Linked DNA regions of Mus musculus: all the other regions are linked to region 4. Evidence: chromatin contacts called from public HiCAR-type and promoter capture Hi-C data. All regions are on one chromosome and are shown on one strand. Each heading gives the region's core, a stretch centred on a gene start, on an enhancer-like site or on the middle of the called end of the contact. The rest is flanking DNA. Distances are from core to core; before and after follow the strand shown.

The links. Promoter capture Hi-C pulls out the DNA fragments that hold promoters and counts their contacts. HiCAR-type assays count read pairs that join an accessible place to other places.
Region 1: a contact with region 4 is called in a HiCAR-type map of astrocytes, with 5 times the contacts expected there. The contact joins the promoter of Anapc13 here to the promoter of Nck1 in region 4. A contact is called at or near these places in 4 of 39 promoter capture datasets (the C10 cell line, embryonic stem cells, liver and 1 more), 1 of 484 Hi-C or Micro-C datasets (pre-B cells), 1 of 115 datasets of contacts at active chromatin or transcription factors (astrocytes) and 2 of 9 other capture datasets (adipose tissue and liver).
Region 2: a contact with region 4 is called in a promoter capture Hi-C map of pre-B cells, with 4 times the contacts expected there. The contact joins the promoter of Nmnat3 here to the promoter of Nck1 in region 4. A contact is called at or near these places in 1 of 39 promoter capture datasets (pre-B cells) and 1 of 484 Hi-C or Micro-C datasets (B cells).
Region 3: a contact with region 4 is called in a promoter capture Hi-C map of embryonic stem cells, with 2.4 times the contacts expected there. The contact joins the promoter of Slco2a1 here to the promoter of Nck1 in region 4. A contact is called at or near these places in 2 of 39 promoter capture datasets (embryonic stem cells and liver).
Region 5: a contact with region 4 is called in a promoter capture Hi-C map of hippocampal neurons, with 4 times the contacts expected there. The contact joins the promoter of Ryk here to the promoter of Nck1 in region 4. A contact is called at or near these places in 1 of 39 promoter capture datasets (hippocampal neurons) and 1 of 115 datasets of contacts at active chromatin or transcription factors (astrocytes).

Annotation. Positions count from the first base shown.
Region 1 is chr9:102,622,087-102,627,804 of GRCm38.p6, reverse strand. It overlaps Anapc13 (anaphase promoting complex subunit 13), which reads right to left and starts at 1,509. Exons shown (of 3, transcript NM_181394.3): 1 at 1,459-1,509. Cep63 (centrosomal protein 63) reads left to right here and starts at 1,681. Exons shown (of 17, transcript NM_001081122.1): 1 at 1,681-1,901; 2 at 4,212-4,249. The coding sequence starts at 1,824.
Region 2 is chr9:98,293,041-98,298,981 of GRCm38.p6, reverse strand. It overlaps Nmnat3 (nicotinamide nucleotide adenylyltransferase 3), which reads right to left and starts at 2,412. Exons shown (of 5, transcript NM_144533.3): 1 at 2,002-2,412. Gm46126 (a long non-coding RNA gene) reads left to right here. Exons shown (of 2, transcript XR_001779264.2): 1 at 1-896; 2 at 1,603-1,785.
Region 3 is chr9:103,004,632-103,009,959 of GRCm38.p6, reverse strand. It overlaps Slco2a1 (solute carrier organic anion transporter family, member 2a1), which reads right to left and starts at 1,473. Exons shown (of 14, transcript NM_033314.4): 1 at 1,245-1,473. The coding sequence starts at 1,340.
Region 4 is chr9:100,541,579-100,547,387 of GRCm38.p6, reverse strand. Nck1 (non-catalytic region of tyrosine kinase adaptor protein 1) reads left to right here and starts at 1,254. Exons shown (of 4, transcript NM_010878.3): 1 at 1,254-1,393. Gm46139 (synapsin-1-like) reads right to left here. Exons shown (of 2, transcript XM_017313741.1): 2 at 1-1,931. The coding sequence ends at 1,284.
Region 5 is chr9:102,833,052-102,838,893 of GRCm38.p6, reverse strand. It overlaps Ryk (receptor-like tyrosine kinase), which reads right to left and starts at 3,974. Exons shown (of 15, transcript NM_013649.3): 1 at 3,655-3,974. The coding sequence starts at 3,838.

The DNA.
Region 1 (5,718 bases), core at 260-2,759, 2.1 Mb before region 4:
GCTATCTACCTAGTCTGTAGGAGGGAAAGGGCTTTTTACTTTAAAAAATTAAACAACCTGGGGCCTGGGAGGAGGTTCAGTGGAGTGAAGTGCTTGCTGTGCAAGCAAAAAGACCTGAATTCAGATTCCTGGCACCCGCAGAAAAAGCCTGGCACGATGGCACACTTGTGTTCTCTGGGAAGCTGCCAGGCCAGGCAGTTTAACTGAATCAGAAAGCTCCAGGTTTAAGATTCAAAGTAATAAAGGAAGACACTGATGTTGACCTCTGGCCTCTACACTCATCTACAACTCCACCTGTACGCAGAAATCTCCCCCACCACCACAACTTTCGTGTACGCGTATACACACACACACACACTGAAGCTCCCTCTGCCACGTTAAAACCAGGTGATAACTTAGCAGTTTTCCTCAGACATAACCAGACCCTAGCTAGTGGATAACGCAAAGCCAGCTGAAGGGCCACTTCTAATCACCCCTCAGGGTTTGACAAGCCTTTTGTTTTTGTAGCTGAGCCTTGGGCTGCATTTCACACCTTCTGGTGCTGACTTTCCCAGTCCCTATGGATTGCACCTTTTTCTAAAGTGCTCTGACTTTCTCTCCAGCTTTTCAGCAGGCTCTGTCCTTGAATGCTTTGCTGCTTGCCTCAAATGATCTATGAAACAAGTCAGGTCAGCTTTGTGACTGACTGGCAGGGTACTACTGTCTCCAGCGGTAATGTAAGGATACCCAGTCTTTCCACAAGTTCGCCTCAATACTTTGTAACATGACTCTCTTCTACATGCTTAGAAACTAGCACGCTTTTCACCCACCCCCGTCCCTCATCACTTATGCTTGGCCGTCCTTCCAAACACATCTATTTTCCTGGGTCAGGTGCTCGGGTGCTCACCCTTTACGTAAACAGAAAGTTCCCCCGCTCCGGATACCAGATAATATCAAACTCTCAGCTCTCAGATTGTTTCCTTTAGACCCCAGGCTGAGTGCAGTCCCAAGGGTCCATTCCTTCACCAGTCCCCTAGATCTCTGGGCACAATACGTGACAACAGGAGGAAAGCTTGTCACATTGCCCGGATATCTCTTTCTAGACATTAGATGCGTACGTCCTATGAGACATACACACCTTTCATGCACACAGCTTTGTAAATGTATTTCTAAGCTACGAGCACGGCGCCTACACTAAAATGGCCCTCGGAGGCCACCATCCTGGGACACTACAGTCACCCGCTGCAGCGACTTCCGGTTCGAGGGGTGGGAGGATACTACATGCGGAAGTGCAAGGGGGGAGGTCGAGCGTCGCCATGGGGGCTCCGTTCCACTCCGCACAGCGTGCAGTAAAGAAGTGGCTCTGAAGCTCGGTTGAAAGTACCGGCCCGCGCCTCTGGAAGCGGTAGACGCCGGAGTTCGAGGGCGAACGCTTGGCCACCCTCGGAAACCCGGGCCGCGGGCGCGAAAAACCCTTACCCACTGCGCGCGCGTCGGCTTCCTCCCGGCCCCGCCCTTCTTCTGGGTCACGTGACTCGCGGCGCTCTCAAGCCCCGGATGTGGGTGAGTCCAAGCGCTGCGGCAGGGGGCGGGACGGACAGCGATTTGTTGTGACTTGCGCGCATCCCCGGCCGGAGGAACGGCGGGCAGGCCCGGGGGCGCGCTCCGCCGGAGGCGCGCTCTGCCGGGGGCGCGCTCTGTAACCGACCGCATGCCCCAAAGACGGGCGAGCTGCGGCTAACTGTGGTGCGGTCTCGGCCCTGGCCACGGTGGTGCCGCTAGGCTCCAGGCCTCATGGCCCGCGGCCGCAGCTCGTTGCGGCCCACCTGCCGCGGGGCTTTCCAATGCCGGGTTGCGGCTGCCCGGTCGTCGCGCCCCTGGGTTCCTCCTCCTCCCTATGGGACTCTGGGCTGGCCGGCCAGGTGCTTCGGCCTGCGGGAGGGCGGGCTGCGGGCTGTGGGCTGCATGGCTCCCGGGAAGGGACCCGGCTGCTGCTGCTGCCGCCGGTGTAGGACCAGGCCTTAGCGTTAGCCGCCCAGCGGGAAGCCCGCAGGGTTCCTTGGTGATGTTAGTATGAGAGGTGCGGAAATGTGGCGGGAACCCCTGATGGCAGGGGAATTGCAGATGGCTTCACGCTTTCAAGTCAAGCATAGGAAACAAGATTGGTGGAGTGAAAGTTTGGAAAGGGGAATTCCACAACAGCGCTTTCACGCGGAGACACTTGACAGTGAATGGGCTTTTGTCCTTTACAAAATCGTGGAGTTAGTGCATTCTGATGTCAGACCTAGTTTTCATTTACAGACTGTAGACTTGTTGCCAAAAGTGCTCCCCATTCTCCCCAACTAGCGCTGGCTCTCCTTTGTAGCTATGATCTGGAACTTGCAGTGTAGACCAGGCTGGCCTCAAACTCAGAGATGGGCCTACCTATGTCTCCTAATTAAGGATCCGCGCCACCTCGCCTGGCTTTCTTGAGGCCAATTTAGAGTTTCAAAAATGTATTACTTTATTATAGCTCTTTGTACAACTCGAATATTTGTATTTTATATTTTGTATGTAAGTCAGAGATCAATGGCTATAGTTATCTTTAGCTTTTTACACTTTTTTTTTTTGTTTTGTTTTTCGAGACAGGGTTTCTCTGTGTAGCCCTGGCTGTTCTGGAACTCACTCTGTAGACCAGGCTGTCCTCGAACTCAGAAATCCGCCTGCCTCTGCCTCCCGAGTGCTGGGATTAAAGGCGTGCGCCACCACGCCCGGCTTTTACACTTATTCTTAAAGGCTGCAGCTTAACGATATGATGAAACGAATTATCTTATTTGGAATGCAGCGCCATTTTTAGGTTAATTTTTGTCCCGTGCTCTCTGTCTTTTACTGTGTCGTCCTCAGTGGTCAGTATAGTAAAGGAGGCTGCGAAACTAAAGAGGGTTAGAGACTTAAACCACAGACACATGTCCCTTTAAAATGTGTATATGCTGAAGTTTCAGAAACAATGGAGATATTGTTAATCATGCTGCTGCTGCTTCCTCCCGTGGAGCGGTAGGGACCGGTTACTTAGGCTTTCCTGTACTGTGTGGTGGCTGATGGTGACAGCATTAGTCCACACTGTCATAGCTTAAGGTGCTCCCCATGCCAAAGGCTAGAGTTGCTTTTTTAAGTTTTACAAAAACCACAGTACTATTTTTACATCAGTACAAATTTATAAAAAGCACACAGTGTCAGTGTCCGGTGAGTTCAGGTTCTTCAGCTATTCCATATGTGCTTGTAATACCAAAGTTGTAGACTTGTAGACCAAAGTCCTACAGAGAACTGTCAGCTGCATTCGGTTGCTAGGCCTTCAAAACCCTCTAATCAATAATCAAAACCCTCAATTTCTTTCTTTCATATATATACATATATATTATATACATGTATTATATGTGTATATATGATATTTTCTTTATTTACATTTCAAATGTTATCCCCTTTCCTAGTTTCCCCTCTGAAAATCCCCTATTTCTCCCCCCCCCCCAAGCAGGTTCTTACCTCCCGTTTCTTTATCACTCAGGTTTAGCTGGTTGTATATATTTTTGAATTTATGCCTCTACCTCTTCTATGACCTCTCCTTCACTGGCTAAATCTTGAACTACACTATCCAGTGTGGCAGTCATCAGCCAGCCCTGACATTTTAAATGAACTGTTTGGTTCCCCAGATGCATTAGCCACATTGGAAATGCCCAGCACACACAGGCTGCCTAGTGGCTATTGTCTGATTAATACTGATAAGATGTTTCCATAATTACAGAAAGTTCTGTTGCAATACAATGATCTTTTGAAATACAGTGTTAGATTCAGCCTTGATTTTTGATGGCAGGTACAAGAAAACTCAAAGGTATAGGTTTTATATTATAAAAATTATCTGTTGCGTTCATTGTCAGGGAGACTTGTAATGTCTGAGTCACCCCACTAGGGATGTTAGAATTAAGCTGTGTATGTCGGGGTTCCTGTGCTGTTTGCTCAGTTGAGCCACCATGAAATTGCCCAAGAGCCTTTGGTCAATAGGGAGCTCTTCATGGCTAATAGTGCCTGGGCCGATTACTGAGTGAGAGCCACCGTGGTGCTTTCTAGTGGCGTCATGTGCCCAGTGCTGCTTAGCTGGCACTCTTATGATGAACTTGCCTTCCGCAGCTGACTATCCTGAAGTACAGTTTGTACAGGAATGGCAAGCAAAATGCTTAACTCCGTTCCTTTCTTTTCAGACTACAGCAATGAATTGGTGGCCTAGCAACCTCCAAAGGTAACCCAAGGGCTCCACCTTAAAACAAACAGATAGACTTGAATGTGTTTAAATCTGTGACGTAGCAACCTCCAAAAGTAACCCAAGGGCTTTATCTTAAAAACCAACCAACCAACCAACCAATAGGCTTCTATGTGTTTACATTGTTTGAACATATAACAATTTTTTAAAAAGATTTATTTATTATATGTAAGTACACTGTAGCTGTCTTCAGACACTACAGAAGAGGGCATCAGATCTCATCACAGATGGCTGTGAGCCACCATGTGGTTGCTGGAAATTGAACTCACGACCTTCAGAAGAGCAGTCAGCACTCTTAATCGCTGAGCCATCTCTCCAGCCCCAACATTTTTTTGATACCTGAAATTGTATCATTTCCTCCTAGTTTTGCTTTAGCTGGGTTTTTTTGTAGTCAAGGATGACCTTGAACTTAAGATCTTCCTGCTTCACCTCCCCAGTGCTAGGATCCCGGTCAGTGCTGCTGCTTTCCTCTCTGTGTGGTAGTTAGAAAGCACTGTCATCGTCCCTGTAAAAGAGCAAACCTGCTCTGTAGAAAGTTAGCTTTATCCCTGACTCCCCCACCTGATCACTTCCCTCCGTAAAGGCAGTAGTTCTCAGTTTGTTCTTCAGTAAATAAGCACCCAAAGGCGAACACACTTCTTCTTCTTGCTTTGTAGCTGTTTTCACCTTATCACAGGCCCCTCCACAGATGTATGCTCTTTTGACAGCTTCCTAGTATTCCCTCAGTGAATGAGGGCCCTGTTGGCCCTATGTTAGTATTTGACCTTAGTGCTAAGCGGTGGCAGATCATCAAACACTTTTTGCTTAAGTCTGTATTGAGTATTAGGAACACAGAATTCTCAGCCACAGTCACGTGGCACCATCAAAGAGGAAACAAGACTTATTGAGTAAATGCAGGCCATGTTGGTTAGGGACAGAGTCACTGATGTGGCTGTGATAAATATCTACAGGAAATCTCAGTCCTCCCTGTGTATTGGATCCTAGAGAAGGGTAGAGTGTTTAAGTTAAAGAAACACACTCCACATTAGCCGACGTTTTTCAAGGCATGTTACTGGTCATCTGTGCCTGTTTTAAACTAGAATTCCTTTGTCTCAATACTAGGATTTAAGTTTTGAGCTTTTCTTATAGCTGAGTAGTTTTATCACAGTGCTGCTGCCACCTAGTGGTGATTAGGCAATATGCTTCAGCTTTATTCTGTTGCCCTCTGAGATCCTGTTAACCATAAGAAGGCAGTGTTAACCAAAAGATGGCACATTGCTTGGGTCTGGAGGGTCACATTATCTGGGTTTGAACTTAAGGAATATAACCTATAGCTTTTTATAATCAAGCCGTTCTCCCTGTTTCATCAAAGGGGTAGCACCTGCCTTTTACAAGGAAGATAGAACGTGTAAGAGGCAGGTAGATAAAGTGAACATTCACTAAAGTTTAGCATATATTATACACGTTGT
Region 2 (5,941 bases), core at 1,163-3,662, 2.2 Mb after region 4:
TAACAGTCCTCCTTTGACCACAATCCAACAATGTGGGTTCTTCCCCTAAGTGTGCTTCCTCATCTCTGGTTCTCCACCCTGTTCTCTTAGAGCAAATCCTAAATCTATATCAGTTGTGTGGACAAGACCACAGAAGACCTCAGGCCCATTCAAGGTGTAAAATTTACCAAGCCTCTTTTTTCATTAATTGTTGTTAACACATAAATATCATATATATATATATATATATATATATATATATATAATGTGTATATATTATACATGTGTATACCATACAATATATACATACATAATACACATATATGTATTAATAATAAAGAAAGAAAGAGGCATGAATTTGAGAGAGCAAGGAGGGATATACAGGAGGGTTTTGAAGGGAGAAAAGGGGGGATGATGTAATTATATTATAACCTTAAAAATATAAAGAAGATATTATAAATACACACACATGTAAATGCCAAGCAGCTGACAGGTGTTTCCTGAAGCCACTCTCTCAAATCTGTGCTGGTCTCAAGTTCTGAGGGGTCCTCAGCAAGGGGCCAGCAGAGACGGTGCCTCAGGGGAGAGAGCTGCCAGTGGAAGAGCTGCCTCTTGGGGCTGGCGGGATCAGGTGGTGCTTGCTGGGAAATGTGTACCTAGACCAGCAGTTCTCAACCTGTGGGTCGCAACCCCATTTGGGGGCTCACATAGATATCCTGCCTATCAAATATTTAAACTATAATTCATAACAGTAGCAGAATTACAGTTCAGAAGTGGCAATGAAATAATTTTTATGACGAGGTCACAACGTGAGGAACTGTATTAAAGGACTGCAGGAGCAGGAAGGCTGAGAACCACTGGCCTAAATGCTAAATGGAAACAAGGCAGCTTCCCTCACAAGGCTCAGAGTCCGCATGGTAAGTGGCCAACCTTGCACAGGCTCCAGGAGAGCAGGTCTTGTATCTGGCTTCTCCTAACCCTTAGTGTCAAGGGAAAGGCATGAGCCAAGTGTTTCCAAAAAATGGTTAAACCAGTCCTCAACTTAGAGAACAGGCTGTATTGTGAGAGTTTACTCATCTGTCAGAGGGGAATGTACTAAGGCGGGGGGGGGGGGGGGGGAAGCTTACTCTGAGACAGACACCTCAAGTTCAGTCTTGAGGAGCAGAGATACCTTCACCCCTGCTGTGCCCGCTGCTGTCTGAACAGCTCTGGCAGCTGCTTCCCACAAACCCATTTCCTGGTAGTACAAGCAGTCCCATCTTAGAACAGTGGCTTAAGAAACTGCCGAGGCAAATGCCCTGATCAAAAGCAACTCGGGTAGGAAGCCTTTATTTGCCTTGCTCTCCCAACGTCACAGTCCCATTAATGATAGAAATCCAGGCAGGGGCTGAAGCTGAGGCCATGGAGGACCACTGCTTCCTGGCTTGTTCTCCAAGGCTTGCTCAGCCTATTACAACTAAGGACCACCACTGGGGTGGGGGACGTGGGAAAGGGTGTGGTGGAATCCCCCACTGTGGGCTGAGCCCTCCTACATACATCAGTAATCAAGAAAATGCCCCCACACCCTTTTGGTCAGGTTAGTCTAATGGTGGCATTTAAAAACTCCAAGTTCTCTCTTTCCAGATGACTCACTTGTTGACGTCGACTAACTAGGACAGGAACTCGCAGGCACCAGCTCTCTGCAGGACGATCCCAAGGGAACCTCCTTCCCAAGCCTTACTTTATGTCTGGAATTCCGTCATTCACGGGGTAGCTTTAGCTCCAGCAGGTTTTGCTGACGGGAAACGTAATAAAACTTCTCCAGCACCCTGCGCTTTTATTTACTTATCTTAAAAATTATCTCCACAGCTCCTACTAATTTGAACTGTCATACTTTAATGTGTGTGGTTTGCCTTTGCTGGAGGTCTCCTCGCTAGTCTGTGCTCTGCGGGGCAGCACGCTACACGTGACAATCGCTGGAACCCCACTTAGGCCAATAGAAAGAGAACACTGAACAATACGCTGTAATTGTCACACACTTACTTTTAACTGACTGTAAACGTGCTGCAGGGGGGATCCGAACCCGTGTCAGCTCGAGCCAATCGGTCAGAAAAGTGACCGTGGGGCTAGCGTGGTTCTGCGCTCCACAGCCATCTGACTCTGTCGTGCGCGCGCGCGCCCGAGTCGCCGCCCCCGAGAGTCACGTGGGCCTGGTAGGTACGCGGGGACTCAAGGCTTCGTGGACACCCACGCGGGCGAAGCAGGCAGCCAAGGTCGCTGGCTGTGCTTACCTGCGCGTCGCGGGGCTCCGCTCAGAGTCAACAGGGACCGCGGATCTGCTGCTCGACCAGGATGGGTCACCCCGCAGATCGCCCTAAGACTAACTAGTCTTGACCCAGGCTGGGGGCGGAGCCGCGAGTGAACTTGACCTTGCGCTCCCAGCTTCCTGCTGTGGGCGGAACTCCCGGGAGACAGAGCGGAGCTTTGCCCCGCCCCCTCAGCGACCTAAGACCACGCCCCGTGCCCCGCCCCCGCTCTTCAGGTCCTCAGTAGATTGTCATCTGTGGCCTTTCTGCTCTGTGTTTTCATTTTTTACTTTTTTTTTTAGTTTTGTATTCTGTTTGTTTCTTTCATCTAACTTTCACTCTGGTTTTTAAAAGCCTGAATTAAAACCATATCAAGCAATGTATGAACAGTTCTTAAAGTATAAAATAGCTACTTACAATGAAAGAAACAAGCCCCTCCTGTTCTGCTCTACCTAGAGCCCTTTTTCATCAGTCCCTTCCTTGGATGGTCACTTTTTGTCGCAAAAAAAAAAAAAAAAAAAAAAAAAAAGAAAGAAAGAAAGAAAAAGAGCTTACATAGCGATTTCTTGATTTATCTATTGACTTTCTGCCATGTTAGATGAGGATTTACTCTTCCTGGGCCCCTGCTTCCCTCTTCTGACACATTTACACCTCTATTCTCCAGCTCTGCCTTGGTGAGGATAAAGGTTGTGGGGGGATGGGGTTCTGAAGCTGGCACAGTTTGGGGGAGGGGAAAATGGGGGCTATTTTAGAAAGAAAATACAATTAGGACTTTCTGGCAAGTATATTCATTCATACTAAGAAATTGCAACCGAATCCTTGGAGATTCAGGACCTACTCCCGGAGGTCTTTGTGTAATTTAGAACCTTAATTTGCCTCGCTAATGCAGAGTAGTTTCTCAGCCTCCCATAACCCTCTATAACTGCCCAGCCCTCACAAGAAGCTTCACCGTGGCCTGTCAATCCTAATGGAGTGAGTTGCAGGGTGGGGGGAAAAATCAAGGGTGATGTCAAGGCTTGTGAATGCTAAACATTTAAGCTCCCCCCTCCTCCTAGCCACAGTGATAAATCAACTCCTGGGTGGAGAGCTAGCTCTGGACCCAGTTTCTATCCCCAGTCTCCCATGATATTCCCAGGCTCTTAGGAAGGGCCACACCTTTGCCATTAATCAGTATGTGGGCACACAGGTAGCCCCACTAAGAAACCAGGGAAAAGATACCTCCCCACTCAGGCAGTAGACCCTGTGCCCTTTGCGTTTCTTCTGGGAAACTTAGGGTACAATGCACCTCCATAAAGTGACCCCAAGCAAGCAGCTTTACCTACTCAGGTTTCAGTTTCCTTCCCTGTAATCAGTAGAAACAACCCTCTACCTCGATGGCTTTGGAGGAGGTTCAAGCAGCACGATAGTAGCTAAGTGTACAGTGTCCTTTGGATAGTTTCTTACTGATGCCAGCAGCGTAGGTGGTGTGTCACAAAATTTGGAGGCATCTGTGAGCATATGTAGTGTACACACTCCTACAGGTTGGTTTACTTTCATAAATTAACCAAAGGCCAAGTCTTTCTGAGTCAGGACCCGGGGCTGTGGAGGCAGAGACTAGACACAGCCAGCCAGAGAGAGCCTGAACAATGACTTCTCCTTCAGAGGAAGATTTCCACCCTGCATCATGGAAGACTGAGGCCTGGCTGAAGAGAAGACTGGGTGAGAAGCACTGTGTGCTTTGGGAAGGCAGCACAAACCTTATATAACAGCCAGGCTTTAGCTAACATAGCGGGGAGAGGCAGGCCTGAGAAACCCAGGCTGGACCGAAGCCTAGCTGCTTTTATTCTGAAGGGGAATAACAGGATCCCCGTCACAGCTGGCTACTCCATCATAAGTAGAATGGGAGCCTCTGGGTACATTTAATTTCTCTATGACCCTGTTCACTAAAGGAAGACATCTAGAGATACCATCACAGAAAGGATTTGATGGAGAATATGTGCTTGAGTCTCTCCTAAGTAGACTATGGTACGTGCAGTTGAGTGGAAGTTTATAAGGTATAAGATTGCAGGTAAGTAGAATAGTTTAGAGGGCAGGGCAAGTGCACAGTGAGGAGGCATTGTTAAGCCAGCACTCCCCTGTAACACGTGATGAGAATCAGCATAATCTTGAAGGAATAGTCTACAAAGCAGTATGCCAAGCATGAACATGGCTTGGGATTATCCCGCCCAAGGGAAATCTGCAGGAGGCGAGTCCCCAGGGAATAAAAATGAGCTGACAAATTAGCCTGTGTTTTTTGAACAGTTCTGAAATGATTTCTAGGCATGAAATTACCATTACCAACATGAGATCAGCATTTGGATAACCGTTCTCTCTCTGCTCCTGTCTTCTGTCAGTTAACACGTTCTGAGGATGTCTCCCTCACTAGGAGCACTTTGGACAGCCATCAATGCATAGCTAGCTGAGAATGGTCATCTTAGGCTGTGTTCTGAGGACCTTCTGAAGAACTGGTCCTCAGAAGAACTGCACATGGGACGATTGACTGGCCATCCTCCGCATTTAGTGAGGCAATTCTTTCTTACCTTGACTTCTAAGTTCTCCTTCGGAAAGAGCAAGCTTTGGTCGAATAAAAAAATAGGATGTGTGAAAAGAGACTGGTGGACTTTTAAAATGACCAAAGATGGCGGGCCTTTCAACCACTGCAAGTGCTTCAGAAGGCGGGTGCTCTCTTACAACCAAAGAGCAGACAGCATTGGTGGCAAGTCTTTCTTTTATGGCTACTGAAGCCAGCCTCCACTAGAAAGCCTCTATGTTGAGCAAGAATGATGGGCCTTTTAAACTTGGAATCAATCTACACCATACAGAAGCCTGGCTGGCTTACATCACAATTAGGCTAAAATCCTAAGTCTCTCCCATGGCCTGCATAGGCATAAAAATGCCCCCAAGGCTCTCATAAATTACACCATGCAGTGACCCTTCCTAATCTTTACTCTCCTTGGTTTTGCTGCTCTTTCTTGGGACACTGTTGTAGTTTTAATGCAAAATGTCTTCCAAGTGCTAGTGTTTTGGGCACTTGATCCTGACTTTGTGCACATTTGGTATTGGAACACAGTGCTTAGCTGGTTGACATAGGCCACTCCACAAGGAGCAGGCATTGACTGTCATAGCACCCAGCTTCTGATCCTCCCTGTTTTCTTGATCTGGCAAGCAATAACAAGTCATAGCACAAGCCCCCAGCACACTCTGCTTCAGCCACCATGCCTTCCCCAGTGTACGCACAGTGGCCTCTTCCCTCTGAACCGCAAGCCAAAGTAGATCCTTTCTCCCTTAAATTGTTTGGGTCAGGCGGGTAGTCACAGAAGGAGAGGAGAACGTGATACAGGTGCACCGGCTGTGTGCATCAGAGCCTGCACGGTACTTCTCGCCCACCCAGGGATATGCTCCACCTACTCTCAAGGCCACCTGCCCAACTCCTTAGCTTTTCAGTCAGCCAGGCTGCCCCCAAGGAATCACTCCCATACACCACCGCTTTCATAGTATTTTCAACCGGCCTTTGAGGTACATTTCTACATTTTAACCTGTCTCTCTCAATGTATACTAACACAGTCAGGAGAGGCCGACTCTTCCTGATATAGTCCCACACCTAGGCAAGTGCCTGGGACAAAGCAAATATTCAAAAATCATGTGTTAAACAAATGTAC
Region 3 (5,328 bases), core at 224-2,723, 2.5 Mb before region 4:
GAGGACTGTTTTCAATTACCTCCAATTTTCTGTGTTAGGAATATTCCAATGGGAAATCAAGGTAGCCCTTTAAAACCATGGTGGTGGTGGTGGTAGTAACAAAAGAGGGATCCCCACGAGGAACCCCAGTTCTACCAGTAACAGCCTGAGGCAGAACATGCAGGTGGCATTCGCTCTGCCCCACCCCACCCCCCAAACCCCAGTCTCTTTCCGTTAGACACACATAGCCTGTTCACATTTCTCCAATCCTTCCATGTGAGGTCTGGGCACCCATTACATCTAAGGTAGGAATTGTGGGAAATAATCTCTCTGCACCATATGCTTGCCGGACCCCAGGGCGCCTGGATGTCTGACCAAGGTCGTCTAGCCCCTTCCAGGAGATACCTTCTTCAGGAACCTCTCTCCCAAATATTGTGAGGACGCAACCATTCCAGGTCCTTCAAGACCTGGGGGAAGTGGACCCTACTTTTGACCCTTACCAAAGAAGGCATTCTCATGCTAACAGCTTCCTCTTTTTTCTATTAACTCCTCATAACTCTCAGGCCACAGGCACCTCTGGTGGCCTTTCTCCATAAACCTCGAGTGCCTGCTGTTTTCTTGAGACCAGGAGAGCTGGGGAATCCTCAAAACTGCTGGGAGCTATGCAGCCAGGTAGCAATCTAATCTGCGACTCCCAACTATTGCAAAGATGAAAACCCAGGCAAGGAATGCAGGCTTCTACCATCCACTGAGACAAGGTGCCTGTGCTCTGACTTGCATCTCAGGCTGCCCACAGCCTGTTGCCCACAAGGTGCTGGCTAAACTCCTCTGCATCCCTTCTCATTAAGGAAGAGCGCATACCCACAGCAGAGACCCAACAGAATTCCCTGGAGGTGTTCTTTCTCCATGGAAGAACAGGACAGTTCCCCTTTACAAAGTTACGTCTGTTCTGATTATTACTCCCCACGAGAGCCTATGAGCATATGCGCGCAACACACACACACACACACACACACACACACACACAGAGAGAGAGAGAGAGAGAGAGAGAGAGAGAGAGAGAGAGAGAGAGAGAGAGAGGTGTCGCCCCCTCACGCTCACGCTCACGCGCCGGGCCAGGCCCCACGGATGTGGCACCGGGGACAGAGAAGGGAGCCGGGTGCAACCCAGAGCTCCCGGACTGGCCTCATCGACGTCCTAGGTTGTGTCACCCACTCTGCCGCCCTCCTGCCCCGAACACGAACACTACTCACAACACTACTCACCTTAATGTTGTTGAAGACCGAGCGGGAGCAACGTCTGGCTGGGACCGAGGAGGTGCCGCTGCCCTGGCGTGCTCCGGGCTTGGGCAGGAGCCCCATCGTGACTGAGGCGACGTCCCCTGACCGGGCCAAGGTGGTGGCGACAGGCCGGGGTCAGGTTCTGCGGGACTTGGGTGCTTCAGGCTTCAGCGGCGGTAGCCGGGCTATGGGGAGCGAGACGTGGAGACTGAGCGAGAGAGTGAGCGCCCAGAAGTTTTTATAAGTGGCAGCGATGATGAAACGCGCTCTCTCTCCTCCCTCTCTTCCTCGGGTGTCAGAGGTGCTGCTAGCCCCCGCCCAGCCGCTGTCGCCTCCCCCAGGCAGGTGTCTTGGGTCCTGGAGTCGCGGCTGCGGAAGCCCAGAGGCTCTGGGACTCGAGCTGGGTGAGCCTTGGCTGCCTATCAGGTCCTGCTGGCCAGGGTTGAGGGTTGGGGGTAGTGTGTGGGGAGATGGCGGGTCCCCGAGGAAGAGGAGACCGCGTATGGAGGAGGCAGGAGGCTGCAGGCCAGGAGAAACCTGGGGATTTAAGGTGGGCGCGGCACTGGGGAAGGGGTGGGGAGCTAGAGTGGACTCGAGGGGCACGGGGTGATGGAAGGGAGCGAGGAGTCTCTGTGGCTCTTGGGGTTGTCCAGAGCAGGGCTCTGCGTGTCTGCACTCGCTCCGCAAACCTGGGCCCTCGGTTCCGGTGATGGCTCTGAGACTCGCTGCCCAAGCTCTGTTTGTGCTGAGGACTGATTTATATTTAAACTGCTCTTTGCGCTGCAGAGGAGGGTGGGAAGGCGTAACAAGGTGGAGAGGTGGGGGCCGCCCCAGGGCTGGGCTCAAACTCACTGGACCGGAGCCAAGGTAAACTGCAGGCGCTGTCGAGTGTCAGCGGGTCTGGCCTGAAGTGCTGGGGGTTGGGACAAAAGGAAGCGCTGGTCTGACAGGGATTGCCCCAACCCTGACCTCCTCTGCGAGGCTGGAGTGAGCAAGATATTTTTTCCTCTCCTGGACTGGGACCTTAGGGAAAGAAGGTGAGCCTTTTCCAGAAAAAGACAAAATAGATCCCGCAAAAGCTCTTGAGGCAGTTCGGAGGAGGCGCCCTTCCAGCTTCCTACTCTATTGTCTTGGGCAGAACCACCTCTTCCAGCCCAGCCCAGGAAAAGATGCTGTCAATATGGAGAACAATATGGGTGAAGGATGGAGCCCACTGCTTCGTTATTTCTGAAGGCTGATGTTTTCTCAACTCTGGTCTGGTCGGTCTGGGGACTTCTTCCTACGCACTAGCAAGCGAGGCCAAGGACTCTGGACACAGCAATAATCCAGAGGCTGTTGGACAGTGGGCAACTTCTTCGTTGCTTTGTTCACCTGCAGAGAAAAGTACAGACAGACTGGCTCACTGGACCACCGTGGGACACAGGTAGTTAGAGGTGACAGTGTACACTGGACACAGAAGGCCCCATCCATGGTGGATTGTGCCTGATGCTATGTAGATTTCTTGTACCACCAGTGCTAGATCTAAGTGAGAGAGGGTTGCTTTGATGATCTGGACTTTACAGGTAAGGATGCCAGAGGGATCAATTAGAGGGACCAAAGCCACACTGCAAGGAAGTAATAGAACTAGACCCAGAACTCAGTGTTGCCTGATGCCAAAGCCCAGCCATGAAGCACTCTTGTGTAGAATGAAGGAGGGTGGAGGCCAGAGGACAGCCCCACGTGTTTCTCAGATGTCTTCCATCTTGTTTTTGAAACAGACTCACTGGCCTGGCATTGACCTGGGGCTGGCCAGCAAGCCACCTGTCTCTGCCTCCCCAGGCCTGTGATTATAAGTGCCTGCTGCCATAATTGTTCTCTTTGATTACATGGGATTGAACTCAGGTCCTCCTGCTTGCCAGGCAGGCCCACTACTGACAGCTATCTCTCTAGCCTCAGGCACTTTTAAAGTTATCTAGTACAGCAATTGCATTTCACCCTGGGGCCTCAGTGATTAGAGTTTCTTCCTCAACACGTGTCCTTCCCAGGTAGATCCTTCTAGTAGACTCCCAGGGAGAATCCAGCTCTCCCGTGTAGATGCTGTCCTGCTCCTTTAACTTTGCCCTCGGCCTGGTATCACGGCCAGTGTGTCACCTCCAAGGGTAATGCTTACTCAGAAATGTTATCAAGAGAGTTCAGCTAAATGCAGTGGCGTCTGACCGCAATGACTCCAGTGAGACTTATTTGTCTGTGTATGAACATGGATACTCTACGGTATGGTTAAGGGGAAGGTTTTTGTTGTCGATGTGAGGGAGAGAACTGACAGAGACATCTGGAAAGGCCCAGAGCACAGAGAGAAAGCAGTAGACTGAACATGGCCAGCAGCCCAGACCTGGCCATGAGAGAAGCCGAGGAAGAGCAGAAAGACAGAGAAACCTAGAGAAGGGAAGGAGGAGGGGGAGGAGGAGGGGGGAGACAAAGAGATTGAGATGGGGGGAGGGGAATCAAAAAAGAGGGATCGTAGTTGAACCTGCAGGGCTACAAAGGGAATGAGTAACCACCAGGATTTGGGGGAAAAGGAGCTCCCTTGGAACACAGTCTGTTGTAAGAGGTTGGCTGTTGGTAGTTAGAGGGTCATGACCTGACACCCTCAGGGTTCCTTATGTGGCTCCCATGACTAGGGCTAGCTCATGGTCACAAGATGGCTGCTCCTCCTCCAGCCTCCTCTCTTTATTCCAGGAAAGAAGTAGAAGACAGGAAACAGGAAAGGGCCAGGCTCACAGCCGAGAAGCAACTTCTCACACACTGACTTTGCCTTAAATCTTGTTGGCTGGACCACAGAGTAACCTCCTACAAAGGATACTAAGAAACGAGCTTCACACAAATGGTGCCCTCCAGGGTAACATTGAAGTTCTGCTAGGGAAAAGAAGAGAAAGGTTGTTGTATCAACACTGAGTGTCTCCACGTGGAGCTATCCGCATCCTCAAAAGAGCATCACCAGTATCTCTCTGCTGGACTTCCCAACCCTTGGTTTCAGGAAATATTTTTTAGTGCTAAAAACACAAGAGCCCAGTCCCAGTGCACAGTGGCAGGCCCTGGTCGCTAAGCCATTCTGTCTGTGTGGGGAGAGAGGAGGCTTCTGCCATGTTACAGAGTGACTTGCACACAGGAGCTACGAACATGCAGGAGAGGGGCCCCAATGCACTCAGGACAGCAGGTTGGGGAACTATCTGAAGAGGTAACTGTCAAGTGACCCCCTAAGAATAAGGATGAGGAGGAGGGATAGAGGGAAGGAGGGTACATCTACTCCCTGGTGTCATTCTGTCTGGAGTACACAACCAGGAACAACAGGAATACTTGAGGCTGGGGAGAGACTGGAAAACCAACTGGCATGCTAAGAACGGAGGCCTTATCTCGAGAGCTCAGGGACAATACATTGAAGATTTCTGAGTAGCATGGGCTCTAAGCTGATTTGCATTTCCCATGATCCGGAAAGAGTTCCGGAAACAGCGATACAAGCTTGGACTGCGCAAGAGGTAGGGAGGAAAAATTCAGGGAATACTGCAGGGAGTCAGCACTCACATGCTGGTGGTACCCACGTCAGTGAGGACTCCAACACAGCATTTGCCATGAGTTTGCCATGCTCATTCCCAGCAGAGGGGACCCAGAAGGACTAGCAGCCCTGGGTGGGGGTGGGGGAAGCCAGTGGTGTCCTGAGGCTCTACCCAGTATGAACTACATACAAGTAAAGACGGGCAGCTGGATTCTAAATATTTATCCATATGGCCACAGATAATTGTAGCTCTCGTCTCTCAGCAAATAAACTTATCTGTGCAACAGACGGACACCATTTCAGAAAACCACCACTGGTCAAAGTACTAAGAGCAAGTGATCCCCAGGGGATAGGTCTCCAACACAACTCTTGCACTGAAGGCTCATGGAAAGTTCTGGAAGATGTGGCGGAGCACTTGAATCTGAGAGCCAGAGGACCGGGAAATCTGCCGTGAGACTGCCTCCTAAAAACAAAAGGAAAGCTTCATTTTTGATACCCAACAATATGGGTGTCTAAACAAGACCTGTACAAGGATGATAG
Region 4 (5,809 bases), core at 5-2,504:
TATGTTCTACTTTTCTCAACTAAACTCAGGATTAAAAGGGGCTACAGGTAACTTGTATTTTACCTAGGGCAGGCCACCCATGTATTTATTAACATGCAATTAAGTTAAAAGCAGAAAACAACTTTTTAGGATTTACAGGTAGGGCTTGTAGTATAGCTAAAGGAAGGGGCTGAGATTCAGTGATTAAGAGCGCTGGTCTTCCAAGGGGCCTGAGTTTGATTCCCAGCACCCACAGGGTGGTTCAAAACCATCTGTAACTCCAGTTCCAGAAGATCCTATACCCTCATTTGACCTCCATGGGCAGCAAAATTATACACAAGTATAACACAAGTACACCAAACACTCGAACACACAAAGAATAAAAATGAATTTTTAAAAGATGAAAGGAAGCTGTATTAATTCCTCGATTGTTGAGGATGATGTGCTAGGCACGAGGTGGGCGTGGGTGAAACAGTTCTTTTAATAGACTTTGCAATCTAGGTATATGGGTGCAGCTACGCTGGAGGCAAAAACTCGTGTTTCCATAAAATTACCTAACCTAGAATGTTTCTTTTAGGTGCCACACCCACACTAAGCAACAAAGGTGATTGGGAAATAGTGAGGCAGGTTATGAGTCGCTGTAAGGCAAGTTAGGAAGGAGAGCCGATTTATTGATGCCTTCCTTGGCAGGTGGCTGGGACTGTGCCACTGCCATACTCACCCCTAGGGCAGAAGTAACTGTCCTTTTCACAGGACTGGAAGCCGGGAATGAAGGCTACCCACGCGCCAGGGCACTCGGAAGTTGCTCGCAAAGCTTATTTTGGTTGTGGTTTTCATTAACAAACATCTTACATTTTTCCCCCGAGGCTTCATTTTCTTTGTCGCTCCCTGTCCCTAAGATCTGCAGCTGGTCGGCCCTTTCAGATGCAGGCACCAGAGTAGTCTGGGTTGAACTCGGGACCGCTGTTCGACATTAATGAGCGATTTAAAATGAATGACAGGTTTTAGTAGCAGTGGGAGAGGCGGAAAGTAAGCAGCCACCGAGGAGGCTAGGGGAGAACAGGGCGGTGGGGCCCGGCGCTCCTCACCTTCTGTCCAAAGGCCGCGCAGTCTCAGCTCAGGGACCACTCAGGGCCCGCGCTTGATTGACAAGCCCGCTCGCCCAATCCCGGAGCGGCGCATTCCGCTGAAGCGTCAGGGGCGGGCGCAGGAGGCGATGGAGCCTATTAGATTGGGCGTGGAGCGGGTTTCCTGCCCGCAACGGTCCGCCCACCGGTTGCGCGCGCCCCGCCCCTCTCCGAGAGCTACGCGGCGGCGCAGCACAGGCCTCGTGCGGTAACGGCATCCGGGCAGCCGCGGTGGCGTCCCGGTGCGGTCCTCAGGTGACTGGAGCCGAGGGCTCGGCGGAGGGAAGGTGAGACGGCCTCGCTCGCGTGCGGACACACGCACAGTCCTTTCGGTCTCCCGGTCGGTCCGCTCTGCCTGCTAGTCTCTAGTCGCTTCCTCTTTCCCCGGCGAAGTTGGCCCGGGGGCGCCGTCTGCTGGCGGCGGAGCGGAGCGGAGGGGGCGGGGAGGCCGCTCGGCGGAGCTCGGGTGTCCGCGGTGCAGCCCGGTGACCCCGCGGCCTCTGGCCTGAGCTGCGAGCGCCGGTCGGGGAGGCGGGCAGGCAAGTGTGCGGCGCGCTGCCTCGGCGGTTCTCCGCAGAAAGCCCTGTCGGCGGTCTGTGTCGGTGTCCGAGGCCGGGACGGTAGGCTGGCAGGAAGGGCGCTCTCACCTCCAGCCGCCAGCCTGAGGAAGCCGAGAGGGGGGACATCCTCGGGGCGCGCCCTCCCCTCCCCCTCCCGTTCCGGAGCAGGAGAGATGTGGGTGTCCGGGGGCTGTTGAGGTGGGGTTGGTCCAGGAAAAGCAGTCCTCTGGGTTGGTTTCGTACTGTTGTCGTACGGGTTTCCGTGCTAGGTCGGTTCAGTGTTAACAGCTGGGTTGGAAGGAAGCTGGTTTTTTGTTCAGGGTTGAGGACCGTAACATGACCGGTTAACGTCGAGCCGAGCTGAAGTCACCCGAAGAAAAATACTGCCCTTAGTTAGGAAAGAATTCACAGGAGTTAGGAAAGAACGAGATGAAGAAAACTTCCTGACCCCATCTTGGGTGGGGAGCAGTGAGAATCCAGGGTTCGGCCAAAAAAACGGGTCAAGTTTTGCAAGAAGCGTTCCATTTTCAAAAGCTTTGGTAGCTTGATGATGATCAATCAGCCTTAACGGTTTCTTAAGCACCTGGAAATCAATTGTGTGCTTTCAGCCTTTAGCGACGTCACAACATGAACAGAGAAATAGTCCAAGGAGAAAGTTTTGATTGATCATTTTCAGTCTTGTTTTTAAATAGATATTCTCTTCACATCGTGATAGTTAAGTCAAAGCGTATGCGTTGGTTGATTAGTACTTTTTTTTCATCGTGGCCACATGTGGTGCTTTCTCTGGGAAAACTTCTGTAGGAATTGGCTAGAGTAACTAAAGCGTACATTGTGTTGATGTCTCCGCTGTATGTATGAGCATTATGTTTGAAAAGATTTGCCTCCCCAGCAAGCATTTTAAATTGTTTAGGTTTCCAAGCCCAACAGATCCGTGTATTAATAAGTCGACACGTTAATGTATTGCCTTATTAAACATTGAGTGATAGTTTATGCTGCTGATTTTCTAATTTGAGAACTTCGTTCTAGAGTTCAAGGCTTGTTGTGATTATTATTGTAAATAAATTCCTTCTCAGGAGAACTTGAAAAAAAATGAATTAACTCTGGCAATGTGGAAGAATGGATGCTTTCAATGCCAGAAAATCAAATGATTATTTCACTGTTAAGTAAAATTGGAGGAAACGTGAACTGAGCATTTAACAAATCCAACAGTTTGACGACAATTTGACAGGCCTGCCTGATTCTCACTTTAACCTATCAAGGAAATAGAACTTCAAAGTCTTCCCTTCACAACTGATGCCCCACGCCTCCAAGCTGTCTTTCATTAGCGATACATTAGTAGCATGCTTTCAGGAACCCAGACATAAACCTTAACATTGTACTGTTTTTTTGTAGTTGTTTTCTTTAAAAAAAAAATCTTACCTTTGTATTCTTATATATTGTTTTTCAGTTTCTGAACTACTCAGTAACTCTAACTGGATTTTCTGCCTGGAGGATCTCAAATGTGTTCTGCCTGTGCTGATCTTAAAATAATACTTTGAACATATTTTTCACTGTTTAGACACTAGTAATATCTTTCCTCTAGATTCCAGTCTTTTAAGGGTTTATTTTTATTTTATGTGTTTTGTAGTGTTTTGTACGACATGTGCTGTGGACTCTGGGGACAGAACAGAGATCCTCTGCAAGAGCTCTTAACCACTGAGCCATCTGTCCTAATACAGAAACATTCTCTGCAAACTACTAACTTTGCAAAGGAAAAGTTCGCTAAGCTTTCCTTCTTCCTTAATTTCCTTCCTCCCTTCCCCGCCCTCTCTTCTCTTTCCCTCTCCTGTCTCTTTTGCCTTCCCTCAGTTTTGGGGTGAGACCAATGGCTTCTCATAAACCTTTGAGGTGTATCATCAGTCTAAAGTTCTATTTTTTAAAAAAGTGATTGGTTATTATATTTTCTACACCCAGAGTCAGGACAGCTTGTGAGGGGTCAGTTCTCTGTCCCCCACAGAGGTCCCATGAAGTGAACTCAGGTTTTTAGGCTTGGCTGTAGGTACCTTTAACTACAGAGGCATCTTGACACCCATCCAGAGTTACATTGTTTTACATATTGTTAAACATTTTTAAAAAGTGTGTGCTTGTATGTATGTTGAGGGCATGATATGTGCACAAGAGGCAGGTGCCTGAAAAGGGAGGCCAGGAGAAAGTGTCAGATACTTACAGGGGGTCACAAGCCTCCTGTTGTAGGGAATCAGCCTTGGATCTTTTGCAAGAACCATACTTGAATTTAACTGGAGACATCTTTCCAGTCCCTAGAAATTTAATTGTGATTTGAGTGAAGGTTGTCAAGATTTTCTGTTACCTATGTTAAACTGAGTCTTTGTTTGTTTGTTTCGCACGCCCTCTTTCTTTTTAAGTTAGCGCACAGAGCGGTGTGTTTTGTGATGACATTTGCTTGTGTAGTTATTGCTGTGCTTTTTTCTTAAACATCCTTTCCCCAGCTGACTTTTTTTTTCCCCTTGCTTTTTAATTTTATATGGATTTGTGTCATGATATCATGGAACGTTGTTGAAACACTGGAATCTAGCCTTTTGTTTTCTAGATTGAGAACGTGAAATCCATGCTAAATATCTACTGACATGTCCACATCTTGATGTTGGGGCAGAGCTGAGACTCAAAGTCATCTTATTCAAGTGTCATGTGTTCTTTATGATACCATATTATTACCTTGTGCAATATGTAATTTTCATTTTGTGTTTTCCCCCTAGAGATCCAACACTTTTATTTTGAGGTGGGCTCTCAAATCGTTGCTCTAAATTGTTGCTCAAATTTTGTTCTAATGTGATCTTCCATCTCCTGATTTCAGCCTCCCAGTAGCTGGGATTCCGGGCATATGACCTTTTAATTTGTATTTTTCAGACTCCATATATTAGAAGTGTTAACAAATTCAATTGTCTGTGTAGTTGAGTCCTGTAGCCCCCTAAGAAGTGTAAGATGGTGCTAGGGATGTAGCTCCGTGATGGACAGAGGGAGTTTGGATCCTCAGCACCTAAGAGGAAAGACAGTGAATGGCTGCCTTTCAGGTTTTACTGTTAGAATTTATTTTCCTTGTCTTATTTGGTAAAAAGAATGACTCTTTGGGGGATTTGAAAGGATATTGCAATGGTTTGGTGGGAGCTTGGAGGGTTTATCATGTATCTAAATGTTATGAGTTAACTAAATGTTCTTTTCTGGGTGTTAAAACAGTAACACTTTCACATTTTGTCTGTCAAGAATCAGTTTTGCAGTCTGCTTGTGTTAAACACATTGTAAAAATCACTTTCCATTTTGTAGAGTTAGAGCTTTTTATTTTTTTAACTCTAAAGTTTGTTAATAAAAGCAGTGTTGGGTTGCCTATAATGAGTTCAGTGGTACAAGACAGCACAGAAAACTGCCAGGTAAAGGTTTTCTGAGTCTTTTTGCCTATCCTCCCTTTTTTTGTGTGTGTTAAAAGGTTTCACTGTATAGCCCTGGTTGAGCTGAAACTTACTAGGTAGACCAGGCTGGCCTCAGATTCACAAAACATCCTCCTGTCTCTGCCTCCCAGGTACTGGGTTTGAAGGTGTACTTTACCAGGCCTCACTGAGTGCTTCCTTTTTTGATCTGAAAAAGATTAGAAGCTTTTTTTTTTTTTTTTTTCCAGATATGTTTTGGTTGGTTAGTATGGCTTGTTTTTTTATTTGTTTAAAATAAACTGCCAAATCCTAGAACTCAGACTGAGGCAGGAGAATTACAGGTTTGAGGTTAGCTTGGACTATGTAGTACAGTCTTATCTTAAAACAAAATTACAAGTTAAAAAGTCTTTTTAGCCTGGTATAGTTATAGTGGTGCATACCTTTATTCCCAGTGCCTGGGAGGCAGAGAAGCAGGGTGATTTCTTGTGAGTTAGAGGCTAGCCTTATCTACAAAGCAAGTTCCAGGACAGCCAGAACAAACAAGAGAAACTCCATCTTGAAAAGCAAAAACAAACAGAAAAATTCTGTTGAAAATGCTGATTCTTATTTATTCCTGAAATTATCTTTAGTGATGTGCAAATTATATATAAATATGGTATGGGTGATGTCAGCGTTTCTTGAGATGATTTGAATAAAGTATATCAGTGAGAATGTGTGGAAAATT
Region 5 (5,842 bases), core at 2,725-5,224, 2.3 Mb before region 4:
AAAGTTTAAGATCCAAAGGGAAAACCCGAACAAAGGGGGTGAGTGTGGGAGGGGGTGTCTACCAGTTCATATCGAACTCAGAAAAGGGCAATGTATTTGTACGCTATAGCATCGATACTGACCATCTGAGGGCACAGACCAGACCACTGTGGCAACTGACTGCTGGTTTAAACATGCACTGGAGGATTAAAGATGGCTCTGTGGCTAAGAGTGCTGGCAGCTCTTCCAGAGGACCCACGTTCAATACCCAGAACCCACATGGCAACTCGCAACTGTCTGTACCTCGAGTTCCAGGGGATGCTATACCCTCATACAGGCAAAACTCCAATGCCCATGAAATAAAAATAAATGTTTTTTTTTAATTAGGTATTTTCCTCATTTACATTTCCAATGCCATCCCAAAAGTCCCCCATACCCACCCACCCCCACTCCCCTACCCACCCACTCCCCCTTTTTGGCCCTGGCGTTCCCCTGTACTGGGGCATATAAAGTTTGCAAGTCCAATGGGCCTCTCTTTCCAGTGATGGCCGACTAGGCCATCTTTTGATACGTACGCAGCTAGAGACAAGAGCTCCGGGGTACTGGTTAGTTCATAATGTTGTTCCACCTATAGGGTTGCAGTTCCCTTTAGCTCCTTGGGTACTTTCTCTAGCTCCTCCATTGGGGGCCCTGTGATCCATCCAATAGCTGACTGTGAGCATCCACTTCTGTGTTTGCTAGGCCCCGGCATAGTCTCACAAGAGACAACTGGGTCCTTTCAGCAAAATCTTGCTAGTGTATGCAATGGTGTCAGCGTTTGGAAGCTGATTATGGGATGGATCCCTGGATATGGCAATCACTAGATGGTTCATCCTTTCGTCACAGCTCCAAATTTTGTCTCTGTAACTCCTTCCATGGGTGTTTTGTTCCCAATTCTAAGAAGGGGCAAAGTGTCCACACTTTGGTCTTCGTTCTTCTTGAGTTTCATGTGTTTAGCAAATTGTATCTTATATCTTGGGTATCCTAAGTTTCTGGGCTAATATCCACTTATCAGTGAGTAGATATTGTGTGAGTTCCTTTGTGATTGGGATGTTTTTTAAAATTAAAAAAAAAAAAAACCCACCTGCCCTGGGGAGTCTGATGAACAAGGAGGACCCCAGAAGACAAATGTTCAGTCCACACTAGTCTAGAAATTCCAAAGACAACAAGGGAAAGACAAACTCCACCACAGTTGTGTGAACTACGCCCACTGGGGCAGTGGGACCTGGAGGGCAAAAAGCCCAAAGGCAGGGTGCTGATGGCTTCTGGTTCAAGGCCTTTTTGCTATTATCCAATTGATTTCTATTATGTGCAGCTAATGTCTGGATTAAAAGCACTTCTCCTATCAAGTACAGCCAGCTCCACAGAGTTGTCACTTCCAACTTCCAAGTTCTCACCTGGCATTCTGAACCCTGGGTCTCAGCAACACTGTAAAACTGACACTAGCTTGCCTGAGCTTTTGGAAGTCACTTAACCCTTTACGCAAAGGAAAACGTGGTGGAAAGCACTATCTCCAACAGTCTCGCACGTACACACCATCACAGCCACACTCAGGAGGCCCAGCAAACGTCCCAGTACTTGCACTTTGCCACCCAGACAAAGCCAGATGGGAATCCTTCAACAGCAGCACAGCTGAGGGAAACGTAAAGGGACAGAAAGAGGCCCTGGTTCTGCAAGAGGACTATCTAGAGACCACATTGTAACAGGACAACTCAGCTTGCATGGAACTGAAATACCTAAGGGTGGATGGGAGCATTAATGAGCCATGCTCCCCACTCTATTTCACACACTACTGGACCAGGTGCTCATCCATCAGGTGCCCCCTCAGCTACTGTCCTAAGAAAATCAGTTCCAGGCTACAAAGGTATCACTTCACGTACTAATGAACAACAGTCTCTTTTTTAACATGCCATAATCAAACTTCTAAATGCACATGCCCTTCAATAACTTAGTCTGCAGCCAGGAAACACTGTCTTGTGTGGGTATATATTATATATGTAATATATGAAATAAACCATGTTACCTTCAGCAAGTTACTGAAAGCCTTACTTTTCTCATCTCCCATAATTGCCCCACTGGGTAACAAGAAACTGAAACAACATGTTTAAGTCCATATCAAGCCCCAGCTAGATGGCTCAGCAGGTAAAAGCACTTGTCGTCCAGTCAGATGACATGAGTTTGAGCCCTGGGACCCCCTATTAATAGTGGAAAGACAGCCCACACCTTCAAGGTGTCCTGTGACCTCCACAGAACACATCGTGGTACACACACACCAAAATAAATAAAAGTAACAGCAAAACTCTAACACGCAACGGTAGGCACATGTACTCGTCTCTGTCTGCTGCCAGATATCTCTGTCTCCCTACTTCCATCCTGGCTAAGGCAGGAGAGGAAATACATGTCAATAAAGTCACAATTACGTAAGTTCTTTTAACAACAACAAAAACAACCCTTACAAAAGCACGCCTAGGAGCCGCACTACAAATCGTTATTTTTTCCCAAGCCTTTCTCCCATGCTCCAGGCGTAACTCAGATGCCATTTCAATTCTGCTAGACTAAATTCAGCTAATTCAACTAGACTATAAGGAAGGTTAAATTAGGATGTTAGGAAAACACAGTTCTTTAGTTAAAGCCGATAAACCTACACATACAACTATGTCTAAACAGTCTGCTAAAAGCAGTTTTCATTCCGAGGCTAAACTCTCTCAACAGACCCTAAGAAACTCTTCTAACAGGCAGAAGGCTCTCTGTGAGCTTGAGGCCAACCTGGTCTACATAGTGGATTCCAAAACAGCCCAGGCTACATAAAGTCCCTGTCTGGAAAGGAAAAACAAAACAAAACAAACAAACAAACAAACAAACAAAAAAACCTCCTCTAATACACACATACGCATACACACGCGCGCGCACACCACACACACACACACACACACTTGGGGGAGGCATACTCGCTCACTAAAAAAGTGACACTTAATGGATATTTAGGGGGAGACCTTTCCAGTTCCAACACTTCACTCTAAAACACCCCGATAAAAAGTGAAGGGACTGCCTTAATGCACAAAAGACGGCAAAAGCTGGGTATCCCTAACTATCAGAGACTTCCTTTTGATGGCTGGCCAGGCCTTCCTTCAAGGGCTGATTTTCAGAATGCACAGAGTTCCAAGCGGAGGGCAGAGTCGGACTCCCCAAACAACGGGCTAAACAGGTAAACGGAACCACCGCCGACGGACCCCAAAGCCAAGTTCTCCTCTCGCTTCAGGGTCTGCAGAGTAGGCAAGTGGCCTGGAACGGCAGCATCAGGTCACACTCAAGGAACCCAAGGCAAACCCCGATGCTTGGGATCCGGTCGGCCCGAAGGTGTGCAGGATGCCACACAACTCAGGGCGCCCGGCTCACCTTGCCCCCCACTCGCTAACCAGAAAGCAAGCGCACGGCGGCGGCGTGGCCTGTGGGCCACCCACAGCAGGCTAAGGAGCGGCCACCCGTGTCCCGAGCGCCGACTCCGAGGCTCCGGAGCTCCGCGGCCTAGAGTGACACGCGCAGGGAGGCTGCAGAGAGGGAGAGAGAGAGAGAGAGCGCGGGCGGCGCAGCGGCAGCACCGCGGGCTCACGAGGCCCCGGGAGCCGCGCCACTCACCAAGCAGCCGGCGCACCTCGTCCTCGCTCAGGTAGAGGCTCACGCTGGGTCCCGCAGGAGCGGCGGCCAGGGCCGGGGACCGCGGGGCGGCGGCGGGCAGCATCGCCAGCAGCAGCAGCAGCAGCGGCGGCGGCGGGGCCCTCAGGCCGCCGCTCCCCGGGACGCCGCCCCGGCCCGCGCGCATGGCCGCCGCCGAGCAGGAGCGTCCGCCGCCCGCCGCGCCGCCGCGCACCCCGGCCCCGAGCGCCTCACAGCCCCGAGCCGGGGGCGGCCGGCCAGCTCATCGCGCCGCCGCTTCAGACCCGCCGCCCGGGAACGGGAGGGGGTGGGGGGGCGAGCTGCGGGCGGAGACGCGCGCGTGCGCGTGCCCGCCGTGCGCGAGGGCGCGCACGCATGTGCCGCCCGACCGAGAGCGCCTGGTTCTGGGGCGCGCGTGCACGGGAGAGCGTCTCAGACCTGAGGTCGGGGTGGGGGCCGCGCGTAGGGGTTGGTATAAATAACATTACGTTGTTTGCCAGGCTGAAACGCGCGAGGAATAAAGGAAATGAGTTAAAGAGACACAAACTAATCAAAAACAATAATGAAGTGCCCTGGCCAGGCGAAGGGCTCTAGGCTAATATAGCCAGTCCCCAGCCCAAGTCGTTGAGGCCTAGAGTCGGTTGGTCTCTTTATTCTTCCCCAGGTGCGCCCTGAGTCTTGGATGCTGTCTCAAAAGAAAAGAATGCTGTTTTATTTAGTGAGAAGGGACGGGTACGTAGAAATCTTCCCTTATCCCACCATCAGAGGTCAGCCTCTAGTTAGCATGTCTGTTCCCTAAAATTCACATGCCACACACTTTCCAGAAAGCAAAAACAAAAACAAAAAAAACTCATAAAACCTTAGTAAACTTTTTATTTTGTATTTTGGTTTACAGTTTGTTTGTTTGTTTGTTTGTTTTGAGACAGGGTCTCACTATGTAGCCCTGGCCCGCATGGAACTTGCTATGTAGACCAAGCTGGCCTTGAACTCACAGAGATCTGCCTGCCTCTGCTTCCCAAGTGCCAGGATTAAAGGCCTGTGCCACCCATGCCCAGCAAGCTTATTTTTACATGTGACGAACTTTTATTATCCTAGTTCTCCTTTACTGTAAATCAACCTGTATCTGGGCTTTTAACCTGTGGTCCATGCCAGCCCCCCCCTCCAAAACATGGAATGTATGTGAGTGTGTGCTTATGGCTGTACATGGCTGTCTGTGTGCATGGGTGCTTTCACATACTGGAGAGTGGTTTTTACATTTCATCCCTTGCTCTAGGAAGCCCTTGTCTCCCTAAACCGGTTAAGGATCTCTGATACATCCCAGAGACTCTGATGAAGAATTTGGGGAAGCCCCAGTCAAGCTTACTCCACAAGCCATCACTCAGGCTGGCTCCCAAGCATCCCTTCTCACTTCCTCCAGAACAGGGTCATCCCATCCCTGTGACCCGTTCACTGACCTTATGCCTCCCTCCTTGCCTGTGGAGAGCAGCTGCTTTCTGCCCGGCCTAGCTTCAAGCTCCCAGTTGCCCATCCACACGCAGGCCCTGAGAGATATTACCTGTATCCCCTGCCAGGGCAGGGAGAGAGACCGAAGAGGAGGATAGTTGGATCTTGATATTTTTCCCCCCTCTCTCCTGTAGTGAGAGGGATGGATTCCATTTGGAGACAAGCTGGCCTCAATTTGTCAAGCTTCAGTTCCCCAGCACAGAATACAGTGCCCTGCAGGAAGAGACCAGGAAGTGGGCATGAACTGAACAAAAGCATGCCATCAGTGAATGATGAAAAACACAAGTCACCTGTGGCCACAGCTACCTCGTAGGGAACCAGGGCCCTGCCAGGAAGGACTCTAGGAACCTATGCTGTGAACAGGGCTCTCTACTCAAGAAAACAAAGGGGGTGGGGGCGGAGCCGTCTTGAAAGCAAAGGTTTGCTGTCTACATTTTTTGCAGCAAGCTAATAATCTCCAAGAATGGAAGCTGAGTCTTCTAGAGGCTGGTTTACTTCCATATCTTTAGCCAGTGACATCTTGAGATACTATGATACAATATATCCCAAAGGTGTCAGTCAAGCGGGACTAAGCACTGGTATTTATCAATGGTGTGGCCTTGGGAAAATTAAACTCTCCTAGCCTCGGTTAAGCACCAGCGGTAAGGCCTGACTTGCAGGGCTTTTA